Linked DNA regions of Capsicum annuum: region 1 is linked to region 2. A link is a contact called in public Hi-C data. All regions are on one chromosome and are shown on one strand. The core of a region is the stretch at or near the end of the contact, and the rest is flanking DNA. Distances in the headings are between cores, read along the strand shown.

Region 1 (3,522 bases), core at 863-3,362, 160 kb after region 2:
AGAAGAAAATACGGACGAAGAAACGGGTACAAATTTCATACACGGTGACTTATTAACGAATTAAGATCTTTTGGTCAAGTAAAGATCTCTTATGTGTAAAAATGAAGATCTCATATAAAAAAGTCATAAAGTAAAATAAAAATTGTAAGTGACCTAAAAACTCAATTCTCTTGTGAATTATGGCACGAGGATACATGCTACTAAGGTATAGAAATGATTTTCTAGTCTTTTACATTTGTTTTTGTAATCTTTATGACTTTTTTATAAGATATCTTCATTTTTATATACGTGACTTTTATTATTTCCTATAAAAGACCTGAAAAATTATTTTCTTTTATTCAAGTTCTAAGCAGACAATAGATCTCGCTTTTCATCATAGTTTAGGTCTCACAGACATTGGCGGATTCATAATTTAAGGATTGTGAGTGCTTAGAAAAATTAAAAAGTTAAAAAAAATAATTCCTCAATGAAGTTCAAACCTAGGGCACCCTTTCCAATAGAAAACCTTAAGATTAGCCTAAATGTCAGTGTATCCAACCAATTTTTTGTTTCAATGGGTGCTTTTATACGTTTTATACCTATCTTCATATATTTTTTATGTAATTGTACCTATTCCGCATCGAGTTTAATGGGTGTCGGAGCACCCCAAAACTTAACGTAGGTTCATCCCTACCCACAGATATTGAATATGAAACCTTTCTTTAAGCAAGGAAAATGTAACTGCAATTATTTATCCAACCACAGTATTTCAACTTAGGTAGGTGTATGTAATTTTCATTTATACAACCACAGTATTTCAACTTAGGTAGGTGTATGTGATTTTCTAATAAAATTGTGGAGACCATATATAGTTCATCGTTGTGCTTTAATGCATCAATATGTTAGTGAAACGATCATTACTTACTTGAATGGATCGGAGGATAAAAATATAAAACGACTCGAGGGTGGTTTGTATAAAATGAATGAAGGGGAAACCAAAGCGGTGGTAATTGGTTGCCATTTTGGAAAGAAATAATCAATTGAGGAAAAGTTGAAATACTTAATTAAAAAATAGGACAGTCGGTGCACTAAAGCTTTCGATATACGTAGAATTGGAAAAAGGCCCAACCATAAAAATATACATATAAGTTATAAAGATTAAATAAAAAATTATAAATGACAGAACAACTTATAAAGTTGTTAGTAAATTATTTTTATTTATCGAACTACTACTTCTTTTAAGAATTTCATGTTTTCTCTAATTTCCAATTACAATTGACAATTTACAGAGTTGGTGAAGCATTTCTTTTTCTCCATCCTCCTTTATTTTTAATATTTAATTGTTGGTCATCACTATGGAGGGACTTGTCTTGCTTCTAAGGTTCCTCTCCTATTTCCTTTTTTTTTTTTTTTTGTCTTTAATTTTGTATCTTAAATTTACGTTTATGTCAAAATTAAAAGTTTGAATTCTTCTTATCCTGTAAAGTGATAAGTCTGTAAGGGATTGTTTGGTTTGAAGTCAAGTTATGTTGGGATAAGTTAGAATTGAATTAATTATGTTGTGATTAGTTATTTCGTATTTAGTCATTCTGGTATAATTTCTTATTAATTGTTTAGTTTGTTGTACTAAAAATAATATGCATTGTATACTTTATAAGAAAAAGTAATTTATTTATAAAAATACTCTTCACCTTATTTAGTTTTTTTTTTAAAATATATTTTTCTACTATATTAGAAGCATGAGTAGATATTTAAGTTTCAACATGTGTGCTTGAGGGTATAAACCAATTAATGAAGAATATTTGCATCATCTTGGTTAGTTGCCCAAACATTATTTTACTCCACCGATTGTCCAGCCACCGCATCACTATACGTGGCTTTCATGCTTGTATTCAACTCTTGTCATTCACTAAATTGCTCTCTTTTACTATGAAAATCCTTCAAGCTCATTTCATCTTTTTGTATTTTCCCCATTTTTTTAAGGCATTTCTGAAATTTCAAGGTACTTCTATATTTTTCTCTTCATTTTTCTTTATTAGTTCTTATTTTCACATAATATCACGGATTAAAGAAAATGAGGGAGATTTTTAATTCATCTTTGTGAAATCGTTAATTATGTTATAAATTTGATAAAATTGATATTTATTCTATGAATGTATAATTTTTTTTATTTCTGTGAACACATGGGATTGCACTAAGCAAAGGACCCTCCAAAAAAAGATAGGAGAGGGTTATTTGTATGTTCGACGAGTCTGGAAAAATTTTAACTTGGAGGTTAGCTTTTTCATCCTTACGATTTAATTCTTTTCAATTGTAAAAATTCTTGTTCTTTCTTTTTTTTGTTTTTTCATCCAGTTTTTGGTGTCTGTATTGGAGCCCCGACTAATCTGGATCGCGCGTTGCAGGGCCCATTAAGGTGACAACGCTTCCAACAGAGTTTTCTCCATACCCAGAATCGAACCCTCAACCTCTGGTTAACGGTGGAGCAGCCCCATCCACTGCACTACAACCCGTGTTGGTTCTTGTTCTTTCTTTGATATATGAGATTTTTTATCTCAAATTTCAGTTTATCCTATTATGAGTTTGAGTTTGTTCTGTGATATTTGTTTAATCTTGAGACAAAATCAAATCACTTTTTGCCTTAATTAATTAATCAAATAGAACAACTAAATTTGCAACCCCCAAAAAATATCTATTAGCAAATACTTTATTCTACACTTATTTATTCGTCATTAAAAAATTATAGTGTAGTTAGGTAAAAATATTTTTACACACACATATATATTGACACTTCTTGATTTTTTTGTGAATTTATTTATTTATATTTTGACGCTCCTAGATGAAAATTTTAACTTCGCCGCTGCTTGAATTGTGATTGATGCCGATCTTCCAAGCTCCCCACAGATGAAAAGAATACAAGAATTCATTATTATGAATGCTTAGTAAGTCTATACTTTCCAGGGGGTATTTTTTTTACTTTATCTTTATATATTTATGTTTAGATTGCTACATGGCAAACGCAAAAGTGATAATTCATTAACCAGTTGAAATTTCTGGTGGTAAAATATATATGGGTATATATTTATGTTTACATTATTATATTAAAGTGTGAAGGATTTTTGAAAATTAATTTGCACTTTTACATTTTATTAAAAATCTCCGCAAGAAATAAAATTATTTAATTTTAAATAATCAAACGTTACACATGCGAGACACGTGTGATTAGGCTAGTTTTATAAAGGGGTTGAACCCAAATTAGTAGAATGCTAGATCAAATTAGTGATTATAAAAAGAGTTTGAGGGTTATTTTTGTCATTTTAGTTATTTTATTTCATGATAAATTATTCTAGTACTATCATATCATTAAGAGAGAGGAATAACTAATTCTGGTACTACTAACTAATTGAGTTTGCAACCAAACGAAAGATTATGGGGTCTTTTGGTGTAAGACATAAATATAAATAGTCCCGAAATAAAATAAATGATTATTTTATTTCATATTAGGCTGAGTCATTAGTTGGTGCCATAATTATTTATCCACCA
Region 2 (3,749 bases), core at 315-2,814:
TTTCTTAGAGCAACACAATATGCATTAATTAATTTGTTTGTACCCGAAAGAAAAGAACTTTAAATAATGCACTAAGTCAGGAACTAAATTCATATTGGAGATTAACATACTGGAACAAGCATCCAATGGATTGTAACCAAGATAACCAAAATAAAAAGAAAGTAAGAAGATTAAGTAGGTGTTTGGCCATGGAAACTTTTTAGATTTAAATTATTTTTTGCCGAATCCCCACACCCGTAAGTAGGTGTTTGGCCATGGAAATTTTTTAGATTTAAATTATTTTTTGCCGAATCCCCACACCCGTATCTATCCCTAGATCCATATTGCCGAATATTTAAATTGAGACCGTGAAGGATTCAAACTCTAGATCCGTACCCATATCGAACACCCGCACCCGAGTCCGAGCAACTTAGACTAGCAAGAGGATTCAATTGTAATGTAGATTGAACATGTCAATGTGTGTATATTTTTTTATCATTAAACCTTAATCTAACCAATCTTCGAAACTAAATTACATCAAATTAATTCCTATTCCCAAAATTAAAACTCATCTAAACCAAAGGCTGCACAAAAAGTATGAAGTTTCAAATTTTTGTCAAACCAATCAAAGTGCTAAAACAACACATAGCAAAATGTTTCTCCCTACTTCAATTCGATTATCTTACTTTCACTTTTAGTCCTTTTAGTCCGCTTCAAAAAGAATGTCGTTTTTCTTTTTCGGCAACTCTTTAATATCAATTTTTCACACGTCATCTTAAACATCACAAGATTTCAAGACCATAACATTCAAAAATTTCTTACTTTCTCAAACTTCATATCAAATCAAATCCAGTAGTTTCTTACTTTTTTGGCAAAGAGAAGAAAAAATGAATCAAAATCAACTCCAAAAAAGGAATACACTAGAAATGAAGACGGAAGAGCAAAAGAGTGAACTGTGCATATGTCACAATTGTAATGGCCAGAACTAATAGAAATTTTGAAGAATTCGACAGATAATAATAAGTCAAAAAATTATGTCAAAATCGTAGAAGAATACACTAACCTTAAAATTCCCAAATTAAAACAATTGAAGTGAAAATTCGATCTGACTTTTCAACACAAATTGAGAATCATAATTTGAACTGACTTTCCACCACTGAGAGAAATTGAAGTGCAAATTGAATATGGTTTATCTTTAACTCACCAAAATACATTCTTCAAATGTTGGTCTGAAATTAAATCGCCCAGAGAACCACGGTGGCCGGCGAGTGAGGCTGGCTTTCACCATCGGAAAACAATCTAATGGGTACCACCCACAAAATCGCAATATGGTTTGTTATCCGCAAAATCGATAATTGGTTTAAGAGAGAGGTTTTTATTAAAATGGTTTTTTTGGGCGGACTTGAAAATTTTTGTAAAGGGAATTTAAAGAGTCGATGCAATAATTTTTTTTTGCTCATGAAGTGTTATCATAGATGATTTTACCGCAAAGACTTTAACAACCGTTGCTATAAATCTACCTATTGCAACGGTAGTATTCAAAAGTGATGGTTATAAAGCTAAATTATAGTTAATAGAACTATTATTTTTTCAATGGTTGAAATAGTTGTAATAGATCTTTTATAGCTATGCTTTGACAACCGCTGTCAAAAAGTTTGTTGTCATAAAGGTAATTTCCAATAGTGACCCCTAACACCTACTCTAACATCCCCCTCCCCCAAACTACCAGCAAGGACGAATCCAGCCATTTGGTAGGGTTTATTCAAACTCCTTTCGATGAAAAAATATATCATTTATATATAATTAAAATTATTTTTTTATGTATATATAGTAGGTGTTGGATGCCCTCCGGCTAGATTTTCTTCAAATATTGAATCCCCTGAGTTGAAATTCTGGCTCCGCCTCTGCCTACCAGCCCCCTCCCTAGAAATAAATATTTAATTTTTAAATTTATTTTTTAAAAAAAGTTTCAAAAGTTTTTTTCTTATCCCACCCTTCTTACGCTATTCATTTTTATTATTTCTGTTAAATATATACAAATACTTTTAGAAATTATTTTCCGACTTGCATAACGAACACAAGAATATAGGTAAGAAATAATTTATTTTTCTAGAAAATGTTTTCCTCCTCCATATCAAACACACCCTCCAAAGAGTATTTTCAGGGTCAAAAATTATTTTTTTAGAAAGTATTTGCTACAGCTAAACGCTAAAATATATTTTCTAAAAAAATTTTTTTTTTTGGAGAAATATTTTTTCATTCACCAACCAAATATTAGAAAATATTTTTCACTCAACACTTAATATAAGAAAATATGTAAGAAACCAACTTGTTTTTCATAAAATATTTTCCTTGGTAGCAAACGCACCCTAAATACTAAACATTTGGAGTACCAACCAGAGTAGGAGATTTTAAATTGAATATGGAGAATTTGGTTATTCTACCAATCTCATGTTGCCATTTATTTGCTTGAGTGGTATCTGTTGGGTTCGAAATCGAGAGGGTGACATACGAAAGCTATTAGTTGCAAATTATTGTGGTGACAATTCAAAAAACATATAAAAATAATACTAAAAACTTAATATTGTTATATTATTTGGCCAATCGGCCTACATATAAAACATAATATTAAAAACATAGAAACTAATGAGAGAGAAAATCTCTCCCTAAATAAGACTCTTTGATGACTACATTGTTGATACTATTGTGTTATGGTATAAGAAGAGGAGCTTTCTATTTATAGAGGCTCAAAACTATATGAAAAAGTTTTATATTTTTCTTTCAGGAAAATAAAAGTAATTATGGTATTACTTTTATTTTTCTTCTAAGAAAAATAAAATTTAAATTTGGTAAGAAAATCAAGGCAAAAACACTAATAAATCTCTCATTTTTGGCTTGATTTTCTTGACTTCATCTTTATTCTTCACATAATCTTCATATATCAACGATTTTCACACATCACTGTTGCTTACCATAACTAAAAGTTGATATGGTTTGAAAATTGGAGCCCTATGCGTTGAAAATAAAAGCATAGATTAATATTATTGGAGCCCTGTGTTATAAGTAACAGGGTTGAAAGTTAAGCCTTGTGCATTAAAAGTGAGCACAGGTTAAGAGTGGAGCTCATGCGTTAAAAGTAAATGCATAAGTTGAAAGGCCTAGCATAAAAGTAAGCGGGGGTTGAAAGTAGCCCATAAACATGGGTTGAAAAATGATTTTGATTTTAAAGATGGATTAGCAGCAAGATTGTTGAAATTTTGTTTGAAACTTTTTTCCCACATGTAGTTTTCTTGATTTTTTTGATAAAAACTTCATCATTGCCAAGTTGTTGCAACATGTTTTTGAAACCGCTTTGAACCTGTTTAATCTCGTCTCACCACTCCATTGGACCATTGAATCATACACTCTGATATCACTTGTTGGAATCGAAATCGAGAGGGCGTTAACGGAAGCTATTAGTTGCAAACCATTGTGGTGACAATTCAGAAAACACATAAAAACAATACTAAAAATTTAATATTATTATATTATTTGGCCAATCGGCCTACATATAAAATATAATATTAAAAATATAGAAACTAATGAGAGAGAAAATTCCCCCTAAACAAGACTCCTTGATGACTACATTGTGGATACTATTGTATTATGGTATGAGAAGAGGAGCTTTCTATTTATAGAGGTTCAAAACCATTCCTTCAAGAAAGAGGTTAGTCAAATATGAAAAAGTTTTATATTTTTCTTTCAGAAAAAATAAAACTTAAATTTGATAA

Evidence for each region. A called contact is a pair of places that touch in the nucleus more often than the background predicts.
Region 1: a contact with region 2 is called in a Hi-C map of bud, with 2.2 times the contacts expected there. The contact joins the promoter of LOC107847580 here to the promoter of LOC107853929 in region 2. A contact is called at or near these places in 2 of 5 Hi-C or Micro-C datasets (bud and placenta).

What each region holds. Positions count from the first base shown.
Region 1 is chr11:92,717,079-92,720,600 of UCD10Xv1.1, forward strand. It overlaps LOC107847580 (F-box only protein 6), which reads left to right and starts at 2,113. Exons shown (of 3, transcript XM_047398844.1): 1 at 2,113-2,253; 2 at 2,385-2,493.
Region 2 is chr11:92,554,108-92,557,856 of UCD10Xv1.1, forward strand. LOC107853929 (regulatory-associated protein of TOR 1-like) reads right to left here and starts at 1,565. Exons shown (of 2, transcript XR_007046720.1): 1 at 1,184-1,565.